Regions from separate parts of the Mus musculus genome. Here all the other regions are linked to region 1. Evidence: chromatin contacts called from public Hi-C data. All regions are on one chromosome and are shown on one strand. Each heading gives the region's core, a stretch centred on a gene start, on an enhancer-like site or on the middle of the called end of the contact. The rest is flanking DNA. Distances are from core to core; before and after follow the strand shown. Region 1 has its middle 93 kb from the start of Gm39686. Region 2 overlaps Sec16b (SEC16 homolog B (S. cerevisiae)). Region 3 overlaps Astn1 (astrotactin 1). Region 4 holds the start of Brinp2 (bone morphogenic protein/retinoic acid inducible neural-specific 2).

Region 1 (6,128 bases), core at 1,347-3,846:
GAACATGATAGAGAGGTGGCAACCCTTAAACGATGTTAAAAGTTTAGTCTGCAGACCAAAGAGGAATATGCATTACAAAGCATGGAGATGAGGTAACATGTGGAGCGTGGCATGAGGGACAGCCCAGAAATCGGGACTATCAGTCCTAATCTCTGATCTGACATCTTAGACACAGTGGTTGGGGATTATTAATCACTTTCCAGGATCTTATAAAAATCCCCACCCTGGCATTCCTGCTACTACTGAAGTCTAGAAAGTCAACGACCTTAATGGCAATACTTCCTTCTGCATCCTTGTATCCTTCACTCAGCCCTCATGGAAAATTTAATTGCTTTTATTTTTAATGATTTTACTCTTTCACCAGAAACTGAACTCTGTTTTTTGGTTTTGGTTTTGGTTTTGGTTTTGGTTTTGGTTTTGGTTTTGGTTTTGGTTTTGGTTTTGGTTTTGGTTTTGGTTTTGGTTTTGGTTTTGGTTTTGGTTTTTGATAACATTATTCAGATAGCAATAATGAGGGCTGCTGTTTCACAGTTGAGAATGCATACTGCTCTTCTAGGTGACTCACTTTCAGATCCCAAGGCCTGTAACTCCAGATCCGGGGATTTGATGCCCTCTTCTGGCCTCTGAGGGCACTGCACTCACATACATATATCCCCACACAGAAATACCCATATATATAAATAACAATAAGGTCTATTTAAAAATAAATTAAAAGACATGAAGCTGGGAGGGGGCCATGGTAGGGAGTGTGTAGAGAAATTAGAGTGGGGAAATCAGTGTGGATATTATCATGTTTCATTATATGTGTGTGTGTGTGTGTGTGTGTGTGTATAGATGTATATGTATATACGTGTATATATTGTATATATGTATGCATATATGTATATATGACATCATAAAGAATAAATAAAAATATATAAGGATCTATTTTCAATTTACAAGGGCAGCAAGAAAAGATATGCTGTATGATGTGGAGACTACAGTTGGTCTGGTCTTTTCTAATTAAAAATCTTATTGATTGAGTAAGTGTTAATTTGATTCAAGGCATCTGTGCATGGGAAAAACATTATGAGAAATAATGGATATGCTATTTTGTTCCACTATCAAACATTTTAACATATATGTATCTTATAACATCATGTTATATACTTCAGATATGTGCAGTACTTTTTATTTATAAAAAAGAAAAAGTGCTAAGAGAAAAATGTTATCATTCAACTGAATTAGCCTAAGTTAAAAATTTAAATTTAAAACTGTATTATCTGGATTCAAAGTTTGGCTCTGTTACTTTCCAGCTACAATGTGAGATGAGGCACTTCTTTCTTTTAAGGGGCAATGCCAAGAAAAGACAATGCTGATATTTCCTTATGATATGACTAAGTATCAGATATGAAGCACAGATGATAGTTAGAATGCTATAATAGTATAAAAGTTATCCAGTAGATGTCAGCTACATTCAGCCCCTCTGGGCACTGGTATGAGTACTACATAGCTACCAAATACAGGTTGTCTCACCAGCCTGACTTGGTGGTACAAGTCTGTAATCCTAGCTATCAGGGAGCCTAGATGTCAAGTTCAAGGACTAAGGTGGACTAAATGTAGTCTGTGTAGACTGCATGGACTAATGAGGAAGTTTAAGGCTATCCTAAGCCTCTTAGTATAATTCATCCTTAAAATCAAAAGCAAGAAGAGGTCTTGGGGTATAGCTTAGTGGTAGATTGTTTGCCTGCTGTATGAAAGGCCCTAGGTTCAGTTGGTGTATTTTTTAAAAAGAAAAAAAAAAAAACCATCCTTTCTAATTCAGTCACCTAAACTCTCTGACCCTTCCACTCTGCAGCAGAAGTGACATTCTTCGTACTTGGCTACTGAACTCTCCTCAAGACTTGAGTAGTACTCATTTGGTTGAGCTGTTTTTTTCCCTAGAAAATTGTATTCATTCTTTGCAGCACACCAAGACCCTTAAAAACCTAAGCAATTCTTTTCAGCTTTATCCCAGAATCATATTTCCACAGACAACAAATGCTATTTACAGCACTGCTAAAAACTCATTTATTTCCTATGAAATAAGCTTGTTCCTGATGAATTGCCACAGGAAAGGCAAGGACAATAAGGTGCTTAGAGGTTGGGTAGTCTCTAGGGTGGCACTCTGCAAGGTCTGACTTTTGTAGAAACTTACAGCTTTGATATTTAACAGGTTCAGCAAAGGGAATGGCAGGGGAAACTGTGCTTGTGTTTGGCATGAAGCAGGGGAGGTGGGGGGAGAGGGGGGTGAGCCTGCAGACACAGTCAGTGAAGGAGGAGTGCTACAGGGTCCACAATGCTCCTGCTACTTGTGGCAGAATTTAATCCAAATAAAAATCCTGGGATTGGCCATAAAATGAAGGGCTTCTTTCTCACATCCCCGGAATCGGAGTGACTCTGAAGAAGGGCAATGCATGGGGAAGGCGGGAGAGAGGAGGGAGAGAGAGTTCAAAGCAACTATTATTGTCAACAAATAATGGAGAAAATCAGTACGGGCTGCATAATGTTTGAGAATTCGTGCCAGCGTCTATAGCAGGATGCCACCTGCAAGCTGGTCACTGTGACATTCTGAGAATGAAACCAAGGGGAGGCGTACATGGTAACCAGCAGCTGCAGGACTCCAGGCTGCAGCAACCTGGGTAGAAAGTAACCATTGTCGCCAAAGAACTCTCACGCATCGCCATGCTTCCCAGGGTGGTCAGTCTCCCACACACAATGGATGATTTAGCTACACCCTCCTAGTTAACCTGCCGGAAACTGAAATAGAAGATCAGGGAGACAGACAGAGAGCAACTAATAATGAAGCCGTGATTTAAAAGGAAGACCCTCAAATAGCTATGCATAAGCAATCCGTTTACACAGCACCAGCCCATTGTTCTCAAACTCCTCCATTGCAGGGTACACTGGTGCCTCATGTAGGAAGGAAGGGAACTTTTATTGAGCCCCTTTTGCCTTTATCAAAAGGGCGGGTACAATCTTGATCCCAGACAGAGATATAGGAGGAAAGGGGCAAGATAGAGCACTGACAAAGCTCTCCTATTCCCATGGAATCCTACTGCAGAGGCACCATCCCCAAGAAAAGGTTCATCTACACTCTCCTTCATGAGCCTAACTACCTGGCTGGAAGCGCTCTGTACTTTAGAATGTACTTGAACCTCCCATTCATAACTGAGGTCCTCAAATTCTTTGTTAGTGCAGATGCACCTCTGAGATTAGGTGACATTTCAAGCAAGCAGCTATTCAGCCTCAGTAAGGATGATTTACGGGCAGTTCTTAAAGACCCTAGTCCTTGCTCAATAAATTCTTGATAAGTGAATGTGTAGAGCTTGTAAATGTTCAAAGTCAACATGAGAAAGAAATACTTGAAGGGGGAATTTCTGGTTTCGTTGGAGACAGAGTTGTGCCTTGTGCTTTTCTGGAAACTGTCTTATAAGTGGATGTTTCATTGAGAACAGACACGTGTGTTTTTCTGGAGGCTGCCTGGTGAAAGGGCATGCAATGTTTTGCTGGAGTAGATGCTCAAGAGGACTCATGATGTTTGGAACGAGTATAAGTATAACCCAACAGATGACGGTCAGTGATCTTTCATTGGTACTCTTTGCTGGTCATCGTTGGGCTTCACTAATGCTGATCTTCACTGACAACATTCTTGCATTGGTTTGCCTAGATTTCTTGGCTGATCTTCACCTATTGTGATTTCATAGAGAGAAACACACCAAAAAACTTCTGGTGGTATTCCAGCTGCTTCTTGCTGCTTCTGCGGTTTAGTGTCAGTTGGTGGAGCCTCACAGTTTCTTCTGGATTAAGCCACTGCTACTCACTCCTGTTTGGTGTTTGCCTAGTAGACTAGACTGCCACTGTGGATTTGTGTTTGGTGCTTTGCTAGTGGACTGAACTGCTAACAACAAAAATTAGAATTGCCCCCCAAAGAACTATTTCTAGACAGGTCCACAACCCCCATTTCATATTAACCTTTCTTTTCCTCTACCTCTGGCGGGTAGTGGGCTAGCGAGGAGGTCAAAGCATTAAAGGACCATAATCAAAGTAGGTTTTGAAAAATCTAAGCCTATAAATAGTACTACCTAGTACACAGGACTGGTTAAGAAAACAATGTATGAGCACACACACAAAACAAGATAACATAAACAGTCAAAGAATCAGGTCAAAATTCTAGTTGTACACAGCATGCCTGGGTTTGTTTGTTTGTTTGTTTGTTTGTTCTTTTTAGGGAAGATGGGAGGCAAGAGTGGGAATGGTGATAAGAGAGGCAGCAAATAATGGCAGTGTGCACAGGGGCTTCTGACTGTGATCGATGTTCTGTGTGTTCTCACTCACATAGAAAATTAGAATGTAATCACTCCAGATATGGGGCCATCTGAGTTTCCGTGTCTATTCCCTATGCCCACTTACTCTCCTGGGAGACCCTGTCTAGCCTGTGGGCCTTGTTACTCAAATTTCCTACTGGAAGAAAGCAAGAGAGCCTCCCCATTTTCTATTTTGTTCTTACTTGTTTTTAGCTTCTACTCCAGCCTCTGTCTCCCTGTCCCTATTTCTCTCCCCATCCCTGTCCCTCTCCCCATCCCTGTCCCTCTCCCTGTCCCTGTCCCTCTCCCCATTCCTGTCCCTCTCCCTCTCTTCCCCCATTTCTCTTTCCCTCCTTACATTTATATATCTCTTTCTCCTTTCTCTTTCCCTGACAATGAAAAGGGAGAACTTCATTTTGAGGATTCTTCACCTAGGGACCCAAGACGGAATTTCATTTCTCTTAAAGCTTCTGGTTATTTTTCCAGAGGGCTCCATAGCGACAGCAACAATTGCTTCTGAGAGTGGCTTCATCAAATTCGCCATGGCTCCGTCCCTGCTAAATTGGTCTTACTGTCTCTCCATGGGTCTCTCCCACTCCCTCCCACACATAGCCTGCTCTGTTCCAGACAGGGTTTATTTCAAAACTCTGCCTTCCTACTACTTAATCAGTGTGCTAATGTCTTAGCTGCCCTTAGGAAGTTTAAATCAGAATCCAAAAGGATAAAGAAAGTGAATATCTTCCTTTTTCATGGAGTCCATACTATTACTATAGTGTTATCAGAAACGGTAATTTTTTTTCAAGCAATCTTCACAAGACAACTGTAGGAAGAAGCAAGGTAGAGTACTGCAGCAACATCTAAGTTTTAAGGTGTTACTCAGAGAATGACATCCACTACACTCATCCTTATTTTTACAGTCCCCATTAGTGTGTCACATTTCACAGAAATACAAAAACCCTTCCAAAGTTTGAAAAGTATGCATATTTAAAAGTTATCATAGGTTACCAGCTTGCAAATGCCAACTTAACCAAGATTAAAATGTAATTGCATTAATGAAAGTAGCCACAAAACATATAAACCAAACAAATGACAAAAATGTGAAAATGTTTGGTGATTTAACTGGAGGGAGAAAGATCACACCATGCATACTTATTCCATGTACCAAATGCATCCTTAAGTAGCATCTTTAAATAAAAGGTTCTTGAGCATATTTTAGCATTTAAGTAGTATTTATAAATCTGATTTGATGTTCTGCTTCTTTTCATTTTAAAGGAGTCATGTGAATGATTTTAGGGTAATACCAACCTGGCTCTCACCCTCTCCACCTAAGAAGAAATGATATATTGTTATGGAGAATCCACCAGAGATGAGCACTGAGACTGTTTACCATCAACTGAAAGCCTTTATTTCAGCCAATAGGACTATACCCAGGTGTTAGCAGCCCCAAGTGCAGCCCCAAGCATTTACAACAGGATTTTAATGGCAAAAACCACATCCTGGTATTGCCTCTGAAGCTGCAGGGAGAGGGTTTTGGTTTTTTGTGTTTTGTTTGTTTGTTTGTTTGTTTTTGTTTTTTTGTTTTTGTCTTTTGTTTTGTTTGTTTGTTTTGTTGCTTTTGTTGTTGTTGTTTTGTTTGCACAAGCAAGCAGTTTAACAGAAGCTAAGATAAGTCAGCTGGGGCATCTTGACCTCAAGTTCCTAGAATAGAGTTGGGTAATTTTTCATAGGATTCTCCAGCAAGGAAATCAAATTCTAATTAAGCCTAAAGTGGCTTCAGGAAGAATGCAAGATGGAGGAGCCTCT
Region 2 (6,128 bases), core at 949-3,448, 500 kb after region 1:
AAACAACTATTTTCCTGATTGTTGTTTCTTCCCAAGAAACTAAGGGTTGGTACGGTTTTTGTTTTCTTTTTTAAATGTGTCCCACACGTGATAAAATATTCCATGCATTTAAAAGTATTTTAATAAGGATCATTTCCTGGTTTAATCACTAAAATCTATTTTCAAAGGCTCGCTTTTGTAATTAGGACGGCTCACCGTAGCTTGCAGTTTAACTGTACCAGAAAAGCAGATGCACAGAACTTCTCAAGCAGAACACGCCTGCTTTGCAGTCCCCCAACCCCTCTGCCCCCTGCCCAGCCAGTTGTTCTTTGTGCAAACAGGACCTCTGCTTATCACATCGGGGCATGCATACATGGTCAAAGACAGCCGTGGGCTCCAATTTTGCAGTGTGTTCAAAGAAGATGAAATGTGGAGTTTAAGCCTCTCTACAATGGCTTCTCTGAACACTGAAGATAAAACACCTACAGAGATCCCTTTGAGACGCTCACCTTGATGAGCTCCGCTAATAGCACAGGGTGGCTGCTCCCTTCCTGGCTCAAGACAGCTGCACCAATGGCTTCACAGTAATGCAAGGCCTGGGATGCCAGGCCATAATCTGCCAGACGGGAGGCATAGAGGAGCTTATACACCTGTGAAGAGGAACGGGCCAGGGATGAGTCCATCCGGGCAGGAGAGAGGCAGAGAAATGTAGATAAGACTTCTTGGAAGTCAGCTGACTGCCAGATTCCACTCACTCTGGCATCCAAATAGCAAGGGCCCAGTGCCATTTGGGGCAATTTATCTGCATATGGGCACAACTCCAAATCCAGCCTACATACAGTTGCTGCGTGATGGAGAAAAGGATTCAGGGATCACATCAACTCGTCTTTCCAGTCTTGGGTCTCCATTGGAAAGGCAGCAGGGCAGCCCTTTTATCCAGCAGCCTACATCACAGGAAGCCTGGGCATGTGAAGTGCAGCCCCGGCACAAGGGCTTACATGAAGATACAAAACTCTACCATTTGCAGAGGCTGTGAAGCCCACAAGGAAGTGCAGGCAGATGCTGGTGTAGGGAGGAAGAGTCTCCATAGCAGGAGCTATAGGATGAGATCAAACGTGACAGCTCTGGTGTCAAACAAAGTCAATCCAATCCAAACTCATGCTAGCTGGGGGACATTTGGGCTAGCCCCTTTGTCTCTCTGTGCCTCAGCTTCCCTGTTAGAGCATGGACGATGCCACCTAGTCCACTAGAACTATAAAGATAGAATTAGGGGATTCACACAAAGTACTTAGAACAAATGGTATGCACAAGTGAGCTGGTGAGATATAACCAGCCCTTCGAGCCTCGGTTCCAACTTCTGTGAAAGGGAAAACCCCACAGGATTAGAAGTGATATTCAAGATGCACGGCAACACAATGCTGAGTGTGTGAAACAGCCGGTAAGAATAGCTATACTAAGACTACCAGCCCAGAACAACGTCAACAAAACATGTGGGCGGGATGAATAACGAAGGGAAAGAAAAGCAACCAAAGTGCCTACGCTGGAGCCCTGTGGAGGAGCAGCTAGGCAAGGCAAAACTCTCAGAAAGGAGAGGCTAAATGGGTCATGTATTTACAATACAGGGACTCATTCCCAAGGTTACGTGTGTTCTGTGTTGAGTGTGCGTTGCTATTGTAGCTGTGTACATTCTCAACAGCGGACCTTGAGGATATCCATTTAGACAAGGTCTCAGGCCTGAAGAAGGTACTTAAGGCAGAAAAGAAAGGTACCTTCCCATAAAAGGGAAAGAAAATACAGAGTAGTGTCGAGTGAATGGGAGATGGGGACCTTGGAGTCAGTGCTGTGGCTGAGATAGTCCTATTCCCAGCCCAGAAACAAACTACCTCGGTTTTATGCCAGTTTGCTGCAAGGCTTCAGTGAAGTTCACACTCCACACCAGCAAGAGACGCGAGAAAAGGCCACTGGGTAGCAGGTCTCAAAACACATAGGGGATCGGACTGGAGGATGACGCGATGCCTACGGACATAGGGTAGCAACGAGATGCCAAACAGAGGGGCTGAGGGGAGAGAAAAGAGCCTGGCAGTGCGGTTGCCACCTATACAACTGAAACCCTGAGAAGAAAGAGAGAATGGACTAAGGCCAGAGCAGGAGGGAAGCTCCTGAGAAAGGGGGAGTGGTCAGAAGGTGAGCTGTCAGAGGGACCAGAGGGCTGTAGGAGCTGAGGAGGAGCTGAGCGGAAGTGCTAGGAGAGAAGAGCCCAGGGCAGCAGGAGGACAGGAAGGGAGGGAGGGGCAGAACTGCAGCAAGATTTCCGCATGTATGCCTCCAGCAAAGACTTCTGAACCGTTTGCTTTCATGCTGTAAAATTCTGACCTTCCGGGAACATAAAAAGAAACCCTAAGCCTTCCCGCACTCCCGTTAAAGAGGACAAATGCAGGAGATGACTTGGCCGGTGGTACCAGGTGCCAAACAGCAAGGCTAAGAACCTGGCTGCCCACAACCTAGACACAGCATCGCTGATGGCCGCCCCGCCCCGCCCCGCCCCCCTCGGGGTTCAGTTACCTGGAAAGAAGGGATGAAGGATTTGGGGCGGCCCAGCATCTGGCAGTACTCGAAGATTTCCGTCCGCTGGATAGCCTCAATTGTTGCAAATTTCATAAACTCTTGACTAAAAGCAGGGAATAACAAGAACAGAGGTGAGGCGGAGATGCTGCTCTCAGGCAGGTCTATAAGAGGAAAGAGCCTGTGGGCTCAAGATAGACTGCACTTCCTCCTTGACCTCCATCTCTTTAGGTTTGGGCAATAAGTGAGAGTGCCAGCACTTCTAGAAGAGCCTGCTTGTGAGGAGGAGGCTCTGCACCTCCCTTAACATCCCCCTTCAACACCTCCCACTTCAACCTCCTAAAAACTAGTCCTCAGCCCTCAGCCCTCAGCCCTCAGCCCTCAGTCCTCAGCCCTCAGCCCTCAGCCCTCAGCCCTCAGCCCTCAGCCTGGCATGCCCCAGGAAAGACAGAGCAGCCTGAGCTTGCCAAGTGCAAAAGAGGAAGCCGTGGAGTCCAGGAGCACCACAGATGGCCTGGCACAGACTGGGGAGGACAATGGAGCCAGAAAGAAATGACAGATCTTGCACAGGAAGTTCATCCGGCCAGTGAGGAAAGAAAACAGGTGAATGTGATACACACACACATACACACACACACACACACACACACACTTGCCGTCTCCCCTCTACAGCTTGCCAGGTGCCCTATATTCCAGTCATCAGAATAATTCCAGAAGCTAACATATCTCAAGAAACTCCCCCAGGAGTCATGAACATGGGCTATAGGAAGCGAGGTACCTTTATGGGCTTGCTTAGCCCAGACAGACTGCCTTGAGAAGATGACTCTTCTATCTGAGCCCAGGCTCAAGAGAAGAATCTGTGAGGAGCACCGATTGCTATGGTGGTAGAGGATTAGGAATATCAGCTACAACTTTTGCTCCTGCAACCTTACTGTCTAGACTCCAAGTCCATCCTGATGGTGCACCCGAGAGGCTACCTTAGACAAGGCTTTCAATCCCTCAATACCTTGCTTCCCCGGTGCAGTTACCTTTTTATAAAGTAAATCTGTAACAAAGCAAACATTGCAAAGACACTGATAGCTCTGCATCTCAGAAATGTCTTCTTTCTCTCTCTTGAGACAGGTTCGTAGCCCTGGCTGGCTGGCTAGCCTAGAACTCATTGCACCACCCTGGCTAGCATTGGCCTTGCTACAATCCCCCTGTCTATACCTCTTGACTGCTAGAATTCTAGGAGCGCAATACCATGACTGCTCAGAAATCACAACTATTAAGGAGAAAGAGGTAGAAAGATCCAGAACAGTGAGGACCACCCAGGGTAAGATTATCTGCTTCAACTCACTCTTTCTCCAGGGCTTTGGGGTCCTTGGGGGGGGGGGGGAAACACCCTGATATGTGGCTACCAGAAAACAAGTGACTGATGCAGAAGGTTCCAAAGAGCTTGTGCTCCAAATTAATATATTGAAGTAGTATGGAGGCCCCAAAAAGTAGGCTCCTAGAATAAGCCCAGGGCTGCCCAAAATATACTATTGTAAACTTCATTTTTCTATGTTATCTCTGGTTGTGGAGCTAGGCTGCCACCCAGTGGCCAGAAGAGTTCAACACACACCAAGAGCACTAACAGCACCAAAGGCCCTCTGGTGGTGTGATGTGGCACCCTCTGGTCACCTTGCCTAGACTAATGCAGAAGATAGAGAGGAAGAGCGGGCAGTAGCGGAAATTTACACAAGAAAATGAGTAGTGAAGCCATGAAACCCAGTAAGGGCTAAAATAACCCGTGCAAATCATCTTTACAAAAGTCACATACGTACCTGTGGCTACTGCCCACCAAGGCCAGATGATCTGTCTTCACCGTATAGTGACCAAAGGGCACATGAGCCATGAGATAGCAGAAGTGAGATGCCTCCACAAGCCCTTTTCCAGCTGCAGGAGGAGAACAAGAGCCCAGGCGTGAGGCACACCCTGTGGGACCCAGTGTCTGAGTAGAACAGAGAGTTAAATAGTGGACCCCAGGGTCAGAGCGGAAACCTGATATGAATAAACCAGGGGAGTTCTTGTGACATCTCCCTTTCCTTCCCTCCTGCATCAGTGTTTCTGACCTCAGATCCTGCATTTCAGTTCTCATCAGCCACAACCAGGATGCTGTGTGCTGTTTCACGTCCCCCTGATGAGTTTTTCATTGGGAATTTTCTAAAAGTCATGGTCATTCCTGGGGCTGAGAATCGAGACAAGATGCCTATACCTAAGTAAAGTAGGACATCAGAAACGGATTTTAAACATCCTTGTGGGGTGTGGCTGCTTCCTTGTGGGGTGTGGCTGCTTGTGGGGTGTGGCTGCTTCCTTGTGGGGTGTGGCTGCTTCCTTGTGGGGTGTGGCTGCTTCCTTGTGGGGTGTGGCTGCTTCCTTGTGGGGTGTGGCTGCTTGTGGGGTGTGGCTGCTTCCTTGTGGGGTGTGGCTGCTTCCTTGTGGGGTGTGGCTGCTTCCTTGTGGGGTGTGGCTGCTTCCTTGTGGGGTGTGGCTGCTTCCTTGTGGGGTGTGGCTGCTTGTGGGGTGTGGCTGCTTCCTCTACTGAAGTTGGATGATTGAAGACTTTTCCTGTGCTCATAAAAAATCACATCAATTACCAAGTTGTTCCTGACTTTTAAATGTTCTCCAAACATTTTCTACTACTTTAAACTCGAATTAAGTGGGTGTGACAGTCAATCTTCATTGTCAACTTGAATAGACTATCTTAGGAAATACCTCTGGGTGTGACCTTCAGGGTGCTTCCAGAAAGGTTTAACTGAATCGGGAGGACTCATTTGGAGTGTGGGAGGCACTATCCTCTGGGCTAGGATCTAGGAGTGAAGAGAAAGAGAGGGAAGGAGCCCATCACCCATCTCTGCTTCCTGGCCGTGAACACCAGGCCTCTAGTCACATCTCAACCGTCTGCCGTGACAGACTGTGTTTCCTAGAACTGTGAGCCAGAGAAACCCCCTTGCTTAAGTTGGTTTGGTCGGCCATTTTGCCACAGCAGTGAGAAAATGGCTAACAGCGGGTGAAGTACAGAGTCTGGTGCCCAATAGACATGGGTCCCCTTTCAAGCAGACAGCTGGGTCACAACCTTACAGAGGGCTGCTTCAAATTCAGAAGAGCAGTTGTTCACAGCGTTCCACAAAGAACACCATGGTTTCTAAAAGTTAGACCAAATTTGTGAAGTAGAGATCTGGATATCCTGTAGACATTCCACACTTGTAAGGCCCTGTTCTCAGACAGATAATAGAAATAAAGACAGAAAGCTACCAAGGTGGTTTAGGCAAAAGCAGCATTTCCCATCTGAAGTCCCCGAGGCAAGAGGAAGTGGCACGCCCCTGTGTTAGCTCAAGGTAAAGGCACCTCACCTGTAAGTAGAAAGTGAAGAGGAGGCTATATAGCAATGGAAACACAACGCTCCCAGTGGGAATTCTGGGAAACAGATATGGAAAAACAAACAAACACACAAACATAGCAAAAGCAGATGAAGGTACCTTTCCCTGGGGTTTCTTAACCAGGAGGCTAACAGCGGCAAGATTACAGTTATAAAGTAACAACTAAATAGTTTTATGGTTGGG
Region 3 (6,128 bases), core at 1,076-3,575, 460 kb before region 1:
AGGGAGGCAGGCAATGGCACAGAGCAAGTAAAGAGTTTGATGCTGAATTATTTGGACACCTGGTTGATACTTTTGACCTGGTTGTGTTGGCCATGGAATGATCTGGGAAAGAAAGAATTTTTGAGAGCATAGTATATAGATATTAAAACATTCAAGTTTGAGTTTTCTTGGATGCCTGTGTACCTTGCAGACATTAAAAAGAAAAAAGCTACATATCTTGAAAAAGGCAGTGGAAGCTGTGGCCAGAATTGATGTGGCTAAGGAATGAAGCAGGTGTCTGAAGCTTCCACAACTGCTCAGGTGGCAGAGCAAAGGCTTGGAATGAGTTGAGAGAAAAGCCAATGACACTGGGTAGACTGTTATCAGAAAACAAGGTGAAAATGAACAACCACACAAGGTTACCCTTAGGAATCACAGGTAAAATCAGCCTATGACAGGATCTAGCAGACAGTAAGTTTAAGCCTTAATGCTTTGGGATTCTCCAACTTGACCAGAGATGCTCCTGGGCGTCGGGGGAGGGTAGTCTGGTGAGGTTGGCAAGAAGATTACCAGTTGGCCAAAGGCTTTGTTAGACACTGAAGCTCTCAAGAGCCACCCAAAAGGAAAGAGAGTAACCCTAAGCCTTCTATCTAGGTGTCCTTCCGGAAGGGCAGCATAGGAAGAAACATTCCAAAATGACCAGAAATGTGGTTTTTGATATATGCATTCTGATACGATATATTCTGATATGTACTCTGAGTTTACAGTCCAGCTGGGCTATTAACTGAGCAAGGGTGTTAAGCCAGTTTGTCAACATCTCTCTAAAGTGATGATAAAAAAACACTGTCTGCTTTGTAGTGTTGTGCGGGGAGCTTTGATTGTCTAAGCAAATCACAGTGACAATAACAAGCAGGGCTCCTGATAAACACCGCCTAGCACAATTATTTCCCCCCGAAAACATTTTCCCATACATTTTCCATCTGCCATTACAAAGCAGAGAGGAGATGGCCCACAGTGTACTGTGGGAAGACACCAGCAAGTCCGAACCCAATGACAAGCATCTTAAATCTTCCCCAAACCAGGTCCTAGGACCGACTCGTCCTAAGTTGATAACCTGGTCGGAGAGAATCACAATGCTTAGGAGAGAGTACAAAGGTATGAAGGTCTCTCCTTTCTCAGGCATGCCCACATATAAGCAGAAGGTCTGAGGAGCTGGGATGATTATAAGAACATTTGTCAGTTTTGGTTTGCTCTTCTCCAGGCTGGTCTCTGAGCTCAGTACCTCCCAGGTAACATGGTGTTAGAATATAAGTGGAGAGGAAGGCTGGAAATGGAATGAACCAGCAAGTTTCCTACAGGCCCAATTTTTTCACAGGCCCTCACACATCTTTAGAAGTTCTAGAATTATGGTGGGGGTATAGGAAGAGGGAGTATAACAAGTTTCTCTTCCTTAACTGCTTTGTCCTTCTTTTGATGTATTTGTAGCCAGTCTCAAACTCATATGCCTAAAGCAACATCACTTTATTATAGGCCAGAGGGGACCAGTGTCGGTTCTATGGGGCCAAGATTAAAGTATCTACAAAGTAAGTCTCTACAGAGCTATGCTTCTTTCTAGAGTGAGATCCTGCTCCCTTGCTTTAAAGGCTGTCTGGATGCTTAGTTCATGACTTGTCCATCTTTAAAGTATACAGTAGCTTAACGAATCATTCCTTCATCTTGGCACTTTGACCTATTTTCCCTTCTACTTTTGAGAAGTATTGTCAGAGCACTGGGACACCCAGATAATCTAGGGTAATCTTGCTTTTGTGACAGCAGTCATTAGGTGACTTCAATTCTATGCACCATTTAACCTTCCTGTGCGATGCAACATCACACATCATCAGACTGTGGGGAGGAGGATGTGGGCATCTGCTGGAGTAAGACCATGTTTCTATCTCTCACACCTGGTAGTGTGGAGTCCCGTGCAGCTGATGTGTAAATACATACTTATCTTTGGGACACTTTTAGGAAAGCTGCCTAAGGAGTGCTCCAGGCACCAAAGGCTGCTCCTTCGCAGTGCCTGAGCATCTGTGTTTGTGTGCTTGTGTGTTTATGGGTACGTGTGTCTGTGTGAAAAAAAAATACACAAGTGCATTTGCACAGCCCTGTGAATCCATATGGGCAGACCCCTCAGCTCGGCTGGGAAAGCACATGTCCCAACACGCTGACATTTCCAAGGAAGCTAGCTGGAGGATTGCAAAAAATAACGTCGACTTGACTCGAAGCCAATTCCCACACTCAGCTCTTTAGAGAAAGGCTCCTAGGATGGAGTGTGGGAGGCGATAAAGTTCCTTAGTGATGAGCGTGTGGGATGACCACATCATCACATGTGCAGAGAGAAGCAGCACAGAAGTGGGCGGGGTTCCAATCCCCGCATTAATGAAGATGCGGCTCCGCAGCATCCTTTCTCAGCTGCCGTACCAAGTGAAGATGTTGTCCCTTAGTTCTGTTGCAGAGCTTGTGTTCTTATATTTAGTATACCTTGTGACTTTCCAGTTGGAAGTTCATTAGTTGCTAGAGATACCGGGAAACCATTTGCAAGAGAGGGGCTTCCCACAGTCGTTTTGTAGGAAGGATTAGAAATTAGACATCGGCAAAGGGCTAGAGGGTAGATATCAGACTTCTCTATAGACAACCAGCTTCCTGGCACACCCACTAGGAATGTTCAATCCAGGTTACCTCCTAAAGAGTTGAATGACAAACATGTCGGACCCAGCATACCTGAGCAGTTCAAGTTACATTTAACAACCCTATTTTTGTTCAGACTTCATGATAGGCTAAACACAAACAAAACTCTCCTTATCAGTATCCACAGGACTCTGGGCAAATCAGGCCCAGGTAATTAAATGTTGTGTAAAGTAAGAAGGCAGCATGTCTCACCCTCCCAAGTGTACAACAGCAGTTCCCTCCTTTCCACATGTAATTGTAGGCCTTGGTTTTCTTTCAAGGCCAAGAGGAAACATGTAAGATCCTCGGGAGATCGTGTTGCTCTCAGAAGTGAGTTTAACATCTAAGACTGTCCCAAATCCTCCTAATCCTAACCAGCTGGAGGACGAGGGTACCAGAGACCAGCTCTGCTACATGGAGAGTTCCCACCTCTGAGATGAGCTCTTTTTAATTTCTTCCAAGCACAGTGCTTTTGGGCATAGTGCACAGCCCATCTGTTTGGTTTGGTGTTTGCCTGACAGCGTAGGAGGGACAGCAAGCAAGCACCGTCTTAGACATCAGATGTGGAAAGTGCTGTACTTTCTCTTCCATATGGGGACCTAGAATCCCTGTGATGGGCCCACGTAAAAAAATAAGTTTGAAACCTCAGAATGTGAACTTTAGATGTCACAGTTACCTGCTAGTTTCTCAAAGGGATTTAATAATGGATTACAACTAAATACAGATCATATGGTCTTAGGCTACATCTGTAGAAAGACCTTTCTGAACTGAACTTTCTGAAGATCCACCCCATCCCCAGCCTGGCTCAGGAGTTACACATGACAAAGATCTTGAGGATTTGGTTCATGACCTCTTCCTTTGTTCTATAGTGCTACACTTCTTCTCCAGTAGGGCTTCACCAGTGATGCTCTAGCTCCTGAATTTTTTTTTTTTTTTTGTAGTGGCTATTATATATGAACCTTTTACTATGGTTTAAATGTGAAATTTTGTCAACTACTTGGTCCCCAGTTGGTGGCACTGGAAGGCCACTTTTGGACTTGAGGGTTAGCTGGCAGGTATAATGCCATAGGAGTAGAGAGAGGTAAGGCTTAAAGCATCTAGGCCAGTTCCACTTTCAGCTAGGCTCTCTGGTCCATAAAGATTTAATAAGCCATCTTCCCACCATATAGAACCCTATATGCCATGCCTTCCCTGCCAGGATGGACTGTGTTTCCTTCAACCATGGGCCGAAATAGATCCTTCATCCTCTAACTTGTTTCTGTTCAATATTCTGTCATGGTAACAAGAAGAGTACACACCCTTCGTACCACAAAAGTGCAAATCTACTTGGCAGAGAGACCTGGGGTCGTGGGTATACAACACTCTAGGAGTAAGGCAGTCACTCCACTTCACAATACATGAATCTGGGCCTCACTCAGAACTACCCTAGTCTTGTGTGATAGAGTCACACACTAAAATATATCAACCGCCTTTGGGTAGTGATCGATCCCTAAAGTTCATTGGAAGAAAAATAAGTTCCTATGTGCCCCACTTGTTTTTGTTGTTGAGAGGTTTGTCTTAATAGTATTTATAAAAATAAAAAAGAATCTAAAGCCTTCTAAATTCAAAGCAACAGGACTGTTTAAATGAGCTATGGTACAGATGTATGATATAATAGCAAATGACCATTAAAATGTTACTGAGAATTTTGATTATGGAAAGTCTTATAGAATATTAAGGAAACAAATTCAGGAAAACTCAACTAGACTTCCCATGCTTCCAGGAAACCTTTAAAAAATTATGCCTAGACTAGTAATGGAAAGAAAGGACATGAAGAGTCAGAAATAGGAGACAGAAATATAGACGTTTATCTTTTTTTTTCTATACTATTTTTTATACTAAACCTGGATTAATTTTGCAATTATAAATGGATAGTCACAGTAGCTAAAGAATGACAAAATGGACTGCAGAAGTTATTCCAAACTGGCCTTTGCAGAGTAAGGCTGTGGTTAAGATCCTACCCAGACTTCTGTCAGACTATTGCATGTTTTTATGCTCAGTGACTCAACCACATGGTGCTATGCATGCATGGTCCACGCTTGAGATGAAAAAGGGACAGCGGAATTGGGTGAGATGGTCTGAATCGCAAGAGAATGATTGCAAAAGGCATGCGCTCTCTCTGACAGTTACCCGCTGCCCGGTGCTCCCGCCTACCAGTTTCGGGGTCACATTGGTGTTCACAAGGGTCCAGGAGCCGCCGGGCACAGAGGTCCATGGCCCAGGGCCCGCTGGAGTTCTGCTGAGAGAAGAGAACCACTTGGGCAGGGTTCAGCCAGTCACTGGCATCCAGCTGGCTCCCCTCCAGCAGGATGAAGCGGCTCCCTACGGGTGACAGAGAAGAAGCATGGCTGCAGAGGCACACACAATACAGGGGCACAAGTCACCAGAGGCAGGGCACATCCTAATTCAGTATCATTACTTCCACCAATCCTAGCCTACCATTAGTACCAGCACAAGGGAATGGCAGATGGAGGTCCTGCAGTCATATTGATTGCTGTGAAGCCAGGACGTTAACCCTTCCAGCCATATCATTGCCTACTGCCATGCCTCATATCATATTGCAGGAGTGTTCCTAAGGGAGAGAGGGACAGAGTGGCTCTGTGGTGGCCATGGCATGGCTCCATCAGACCTAGCCACAAGGCATTGGCACTGATCCACGTAACAAGGATGCGCCACCTGTCTTCACCTCCTATGAAATAGCACTATGAACACTCACTCCCCACCTGTTTCCAGCCTTGCAGCAACAAAGAGAATAGATACTAACAAGTCAATTAGACGCTGTAGGACTGAATGATTCAGGGACTCTCAGAACCTATGGGAGTCACTTATCATTTTGGGTCCGCTTGCATAAAGGTAAATTATTACTTTTGAGGTGTAGACTTATAACAAGTGAATGCAGTTAACTGTCTATCACCTGGACCAAACAAATCAAAGCATGGCCGATCCTTAAACACCTCTACTGTCCTGTTAGCTTTTCTTCCCCCAAATGGTAAAAAGACCATGATGTCTACACATCTATAGCCACTGTGCTTTGCATTTCTCTACAAATAGAAGATTACTTACAGACGATGTGCATCGAGTATTGGAGATGACCTGTCACGTTTTTCATTTGCTCAATTTCTGCAAACATCTGTGTACAATCTAGCCATAACCTCTATCTTACATTTTCGGGCATGTCCCTCCTCCCCACCATAGTGACCCTTGGTTTCTCCATCTTTTGCCCAGCTTGAAAACCACCAACTACTGACGGAGTGGTTCCATCCTTGGCAGACTGAGCTCACCATCAGCGATCAAGTGCTCAGGGACGTGTAGGGTGATCTTGACAACAAGAGGGCAGCTGACATGAGAAGAGCACACGAGGCCAATCACGCAGCTGGTGACACTGATCAGGGTCAAGGTGGTCT
Region 4 (6,128 bases), core at 2,462-4,961, 300 kb before region 1:
GTGTTAGAAAGCACAAGTGTAGCAGTGGAGGGTTGGGGAAAGCAGTGGCTTTCCCCAAATCACTGTGGAGTCTTCTTAAAATGTCACATCTGAGAGTGTTAGATATTGACATCTTGAACTTCTATATGATGTCAGTTTCCACAGAAGAGTTTAACAATCAAGGCTATGGGAACAAAACGACAATATATTTTGCCAAGGCTCATGGTTTCCCTACACAGGATGTAACATCATATCTGCTACTTTTCAGGAATTAAATATCTAGAGATGAGGATAGAAATTGCAGCTCACAGAAACCAGAGAGTATCTCCTGGGTCATGCTTTCCTCTTAAGTGAGATGACGAGATTCAGGTGAGTCTCAGTCACCTCTTATGTGTAGCAGTGATGTGCTGTAGCAAAGCCACATATGTGGGTCAAAGCTTGGCCTCACACTCTCCTTTGGAGGAGAACTTGAACTGTGCCCATCTTTAGTTTCTCATGAAGAGAATAAGCTCAATTATCTCTATCCATATCCCATTCTATAAATAGTATACATGCAAGTGTTTATATTATTTAAAATATACTATTTAACTATAAACTTACTAAGTATATTAAATATAAAATAATTTTAATATAAACTTATTTAAAATAAAGCATGTTATTTAAAAATACCAAGTTTTGTAAGGTGTAAGCCTGACTTCTTCTCTGAGGTTCACTGTTTTATATTTAAATGTCAGTGGCTTCTTTTTATGACTCTTAATACCTTTGGATTGCTTTCTTCATAAGCCAACTCTATACCCAAGAGCTCAGGTACCAGAATTCTGTGGTTTGAAAATTTAAAATGTTCATTTCTTACACTTATTCCCCTAGGTTGATTGCTCACTGTCAAGTATTTCATTCCCTGATCACTAACTCCCCAAACTATGTGTTCACACACATACACACCAATGAAGATGAGGCTGTTTCCCATCCTCACTCCTAGGCCCTTCTCGTCACAGTGCTCTTCATTCCTTAGGTTATCCAAACTACTCAGATAAACCTCCAGCCTCATCTTGGAAATGAGAAATTGCATCACTTCCCGTTCTCATCATTCCATTCCATTCACCGAATACGTACATGCATGCAAACGCATATGCACATTCAGTTCAGACACTGAAAACAGTGTCTTGCATTAAATGTTTTTATTTGTAGAATTTAAACAACAATAATACTAATACATAAATAATAACAATGTATAACTTGCTTGGAGTTCATGAGAAGGAAATGAGATTGCACAAAAAGATCTCACACATTCAGACATTTAGTTGTTGCTCAGTGACAATAACCCTCTCCACTGTCTTGTTACATGACATAACTGTTTCAGACGGAAGTGGACTTTTGAAACATTGCCACAAGAATTCATATACTGTTGGTCTAAAAAGTAAATGTAGTGATTTATATTCCTTGACTTTTATATTCATTTAGAAGAAAAGATAGTATGTGTGCAGCAACAGTTAAAGGGTGGGACTAACTCAGATGATCATCAGCTTCTTGTGGCCAAGACATTAGTGAGTGGAAGAAATAAGGTGTAGAGCACTGTATCCTCCTAATATTCTATATTTTCACGGTTTAAGAGAGAGTGAAATTCTTTGGGAGTGGGTATTTGCATAGTAGTCCTCTTTGGGCTGTTATTAGATTTACTAAGAAAGAATCAATGTTTGCTTCTTGTAATGTTGGAAATGAAGTGAATAGTAGTTACCTCAAAGTACCTTCATCAGATGAACATTTGTAGGTTTTTTTAGTGTGTGATTTTCTTCATTAAAATATCATGGGTGATTTAAGAAAACACAGCCAAGTTTCTTGATTTTCATCAAGATTTTGATTGGCTGTCCCTTCTTGAGAAATCCTGGCACTTTCCTTCTTTCCATTGACAGAAGTTACACCTGTCCTACCATTCATCCATTCCCTCACTCCCTCAAGTTATTTCACAGGAAGACCTCCAAAGCGTTCTTACGTGGGTTAGGTTCAGTGGGCCTCTGTCTCTAGGAATCTCAGGAACAACTGGCTCCACAGTCAGGAGCAGTTAAACTCTCAGTAGTTTATTTAGATATTTTATCTTAGTTGAAGATCTGGGGACTCCACAGGACCGCCATTCTCTGGCATGTTTTATAGCCAGACTCCTGCAGAGTGTAGAAGGAATAACTTGGGTGAGATGCAGAGTAGAAAACAAGTAGAGATCAGATATGATGGAAATGGGTGGGGGTTTGTAGATAAGAAGCAGTTTCTAGACTTCCTCACTCTTTCAGAGCATCTGGCTAAAGGGGCACTTTATACCTAACCCCAGATATATCCTTCCTCTGTGTACATCTAACCTCTGCCCTCTGTTTTGTCTACTTCTTTCCAAAACAATCTCCGATGTTGCTCTCAACTCAAGGAAACTAAATGGAGACACTTGTCTCCCTCTCTGCCTATTCTCCTCTATATAGGCCTTCATCATGTGACTCACTGGGAATTCCCCCACATCCCTTGCCACTTTCAACTTATCTTTCTTCAACAACGGCTCTTTCCAAAATTTAGTGTAGTTCGCCAGTTAGTAGGATGCATTTCAGCCTCACACATTTATTAGAACATCAAAAACATATCGTTCACATCCATTCAATTAAAGTTAATATCTTTATTCCTCCTTCTTTCCTTCTTTCCCTCCTTTTCTCCCTCCCTTACCCACTGCCCGGACTTCCCTTTCACAGGCTCAGCAGACAGCACCTGCTTCTCAGAAACAAGGCTTGTCCTGTTCTCCTTTCTCTAGTCTTCCTTTAAAAAATGCGAGTCCCTCTTCCTGACAGCCACTGGAGTGAAAGGAGACACACAGAAGGAAACCATCACAGGCAAAACAATTCTCTTTCTTTTTGGACGCAGGCCATTTCAGAGGTCTCCCCAGAATCCCCAAGTTCTCCTCTTTGCTGTTGTCCCTACAGGTCTGGTGTGGGGCGTGAGGTGTCTCAATTTAGCTGTTCAGCGATTCTCTGCCTGGTCATCTTACCACAGAGCTCCTGTGGTCTTTTGCCTCCCTCTTTACCCCCTCCCTCCCCCCCCCCCGCCCCCGGCCCCGGGGTGTGTGTGTGTGTGTGTGTGTGTGTGTGTGTGAGAGAGAGAGAGAGAGAGAGAGAGAGAGAGAGAGAGAGAGAGAGAGAGCTATTTCTCACTTGGGGGCTCACTTCTAATTAAGTAATTCAGGAGGTTTAAAAAGCACAGAACAACTAAATGAAACCTCAAATTAGAAGGAAAATGGCTCAAATGGGTCCCCATCTCTGGGAGTTCTGGTTAAGCAAGCAAACAAAATGGGCTGGGACGAATGAATATTGTAACTCAGAAGACCAAAGCAAATGTAATTAGTTCCCAGTCTACTTCTTGTTCCTCAGCCTCTGACACGCTCCAATCTCACTCCCAACGCCACACGCAGCCGCGAATTTATCCAATTCTTCCTTATCCTTACTGCGGGGAGGGGGAAAAAGTCGCTGCTGCAAAAAGCTGGGAGGGTTAACAGAGCTGGTACCCCAGCCTGCCAGCTAGCCAAAGGAGATTGCCGGTAGGCCTCAGAACCCGCCTCCTGCCAGGCTTCACAGCCAATGGGAGCCTGTGGTGAGTATGGCGCAGGGTCCTATTGGCTGCCAACCTACGTGCATAAGAAAGAACGAGAGAGGCAGGCAGGGCAGCATTGTTATCTTAAGACACTCATCCGGTGTCTGAGTCTGCAGGTGACACTGGTTAGGTACGGACCGGGAAGCCGGAGTGGGGACGCGCCGGGCTGCAGCTCCAGGATGGAATCCGCCTGCCTGCCGCGCGGCTCGCGGCTCAACCCGCAGCGCCTCCGCTGAGCTCGACGGGTTCCGGAGGACTTGGAAATGCACCTGCCGCGCGCTCCGAGGACACCAGCAGGTCCTCAGGCAGCCGAAGGAGCCCAGACGCCTGAGGAACGATTTCTGTCCATGTACAAGGCACAGATTTCGGATGACAGGGCGGGTGAGTCTCTTTAGAGTTGGAAAAAAAAGAAGGCAAGATCTTGGGTTTCACCTCGGTCGAGGGACAGGGGACTTCTCAGTTGGCTTCCCACTTTCCTCACCTCTCCCACGCCGCGTGCGACCCAGCCTAGTGCTGATCCCACTTCACAGATGCTGTGGGTGCCTGGGATGCTCGCTGCTCCACGGCAAGGCAGCAGGCAAGTGGTCTAAAAGCTGCCGCCGCGGCGGCGGCGGCGACAGCAAAGCCCAGAGCAGGAGAATTTGAAAAGAGACATCCGTTCCCTCTCACAAGCTGAGGGGGTGGCATTTCATATTTCCCCAAAGGAGAAAGAGCCACAAGAAATCATGAAGTAAAAACTTTGGAAGGCTGCCACTGGAGATGTTGCACAAAAATCAGGCGTCTTTTGGGAGTCTCCTCGCAGTCCTTGGTGGTTTGGGGAGCAGCTGATACAGCAAGAAGGACTCTTACAAGGATTCAAGGTAATCGTGCAGGGGTCTGTACCCCTGGGTTTTCTGTATCACCTTTCGTTGTGATTTTCATGAGTCCTCATTCAACCTTCTTGTCTGGTGCCTGGCAATTGCAAGCAAAAGGAATAACTCCCATTCCACCCCGTAGTTTCTGTCAGGTGGAGCTTAGCAGTGGACTTTGGGTTTGAGCTGACTCTGGAATCGCCTCCTGGTGTCGCATGGCTGTCACAGAGCTTGGGCACTCTGCCTGACCTATATTGGTTTTTTTTTTTTTTTTTCTTTTTTTGCCTGGTTTAAGTCCTTAAAGTTAGTGCAACTCCCATTAGCTTTCGAAAATTCATTCGGGCTCCATAATTGCAGAGGATGACAAGGACTTTTGCTTGCCTAGCTGATGCCGGACAGAACTGCACGAGGTTCACTGTGTTTGGGGAGGACCCTAAAGACCTGGTATTCTTTTGTGCAATATAGCTGTATTCACATGGTCATTAAAGCCCTGTGGCATGCTTTAGAGGCCAGTCTATTTCTTCTATGAACATGTAATGAGGGACAAAAATAATTCCTAGGAGTGAATCCCATAGTCTCCTTTGGGTGGTATAACAGAAACCCCAATCGACTGAGTCAATCCTGGTAGTACACTGGAGACACTACAGGGAGAATATTGCTGTGCTGAAGGGAAGGGTCTGTTGAGACTATCTATCAGAGTGTTTTCCCTGTTCATACACAGCTGTGTGTGTGTGTGTGTGTGTGTGTGTGTGTGTGTGTGTGTGTGTGTGTGTGTGTGTGTGTGTGTTCACAGCTGTATGAAGGAAGCTGGCTGCTCACAGAAACACTAAGCATCTCTGCCTAGCCCCTGCTCGGGCCATGATGCCTGGGGTGTCGCTACCCAGTAGGAGGATGAACTTGTACACTGCTGTTCTAGCCCAGAGGAGTTCTCTCTTCACCAAGCAGTCTTTCTTCACGGTACATATTTATCCAGGGTATATAGACTTAAGCCAAATATTAACTAACAATCAACTGGATGCACTGTAATGTGATTGAACAGACCTTTCTGTAAAGAACCATATGTATGCTTTCCCTGTCCTGGGAGCAGGTTGCCCTGAGTAGGAACAAATGTGCTAAGAGAATATCAATTATGAAATAAAATCCGGACCGTATCCAACAGGGCCAGTGATATGTTAGCATAGGCCAATAAGAAGAATTAAACATATACACTGTGAGTTAAGTATTTCTCCCCAGGTCTTCTCTAGACAAGTGTATGTTGATTCCTTTGCTTTCCTCGCCCCCCTGGCCAGGCTCTTGGAAGATATGCAATGCCTGTATTAACCAGGAAGCTATAGGATTCTACTAAATCCCCTGGGGGGCAGTCTGATGACATCAGGAAACAGCTAGAGTGATGCTGAAGTCTATGTGTTTTCCCTCTTGATTTTGCACAGTTGTATGCCTGGTTTTTGTTTGTTTGTTTGTTTGTTTATGACATGGCCCTCATGAGTTCCTTCTCACCTGGAATGAGTTGCTATGTAGCACTGAGAGCATGACCAAGCAATGCTGCCACAGTGATCTATCTTACCAGTACCATAGCTGCTACCCACTCTGGGAAAAGATGCATGCTCTGCTTCTGTGAGGAAAGAAGAATTTGGAAAGATGCCGAGCAAGGAGACTGTGTTTGAGAGCAAGCGTCAGACCAGA

Evidence for each region. A called contact is a pair of places that touch in the nucleus more often than the background predicts.
Region 2: a contact with region 1 is called in a Hi-C map of cortical neurons, with 4 times the contacts expected there. The contact joins two enhancer-like sites. A contact is called at or near these places in 13 of 484 Hi-C or Micro-C datasets (the N1E-115 cell line, cerebral cortex, cortical neurons and 5 more) and 1 of 9 other capture datasets (embryonic stem cells).
Region 3: a Hi-C map of cortical neurons shows a contact between it and region 1, with 2.2 times the contacts expected there. The contact joins two enhancer-like sites. A contact is called at or near these places in 1 of 39 promoter capture datasets (embryonic stem cells) and 2 of 484 Hi-C or Micro-C datasets (cerebral cortex and cortical neurons).
Region 4: a contact with region 1 is called in a Hi-C map of cortical neurons, with 3 times the contacts expected there. The contact joins the promoter of Brinp2 here to the enhancer-like site in region 1. A contact is called at or near these places in 4 of 39 promoter capture datasets (embryonic stem cells, pre-B cells and stem cell-derived epiblast-like cells) and 3 of 484 Hi-C or Micro-C datasets (the N1E-115 cell line, cerebral cortex and cortical neurons).

What each region holds. Positions count from the first base shown.
Region 1 is chr1:158,051,624-158,057,751 of GRCm38.p6, reverse strand. No RefSeq gene overlaps it. Among named protein-coding and RNA genes, the nearest start is that of Gm39686, 93 kb to the left of the region's middle. Within about 2 kb of position 2,596, at least 7 of the 459 cell types and tissues checked have an H3K27ac peak or open chromatin away from gene starts, as enhancers often do. A contact at or near this core is called in cortical neurons, where this site is marked.
Region 2 is chr1:157,551,266-157,557,393 of GRCm38.p6, reverse strand. Sec16b (SEC16 homolog B (S. cerevisiae)) reads right to left here. Exons shown (of 26, transcript NM_001159986.1): 14 at 4,350-4,461; 15 at 2,542-2,647; 16 at 489-629. Among named protein-coding and RNA genes, the nearest start is that of Sec16b, 28 kb to the right of the region's middle. Within about 2 kb of position 2,198, at least 44 of the 459 cell types and tissues checked have an H3K27ac peak or open chromatin away from gene starts, as enhancers often do. A contact at or near this core is called in cortical neurons, where this site is marked.
Region 3 is chr1:158,509,873-158,516,000 of GRCm38.p6, reverse strand. Astn1 (astrotactin 1) reads right to left here. Exons shown (of 23, transcript NM_007495.4): 6 at 6,006-6,128; 7 at 4,879-5,046. The region is part of intron 1 of Gm37679 (a long non-coding RNA gene); the gene reads left to right. Among named protein-coding and RNA genes, the nearest start is that of Mir488, 7.3 kb to the right of the region's middle. Within about 2 kb of position 2,325, at least 22 of the 459 cell types and tissues checked have an H3K27ac peak or open chromatin away from gene starts, as enhancers often do. A contact at or near this core is called in cortical neurons, where this site is marked.
Region 4 is chr1:158,353,843-158,359,970 of GRCm38.p6, reverse strand. Brinp2 (bone morphogenic protein/retinoic acid inducible neural-specific 2) reads left to right here and starts at 3,711. Exons shown (of 8, transcript NM_207583.2): 1 at 3,711-4,454.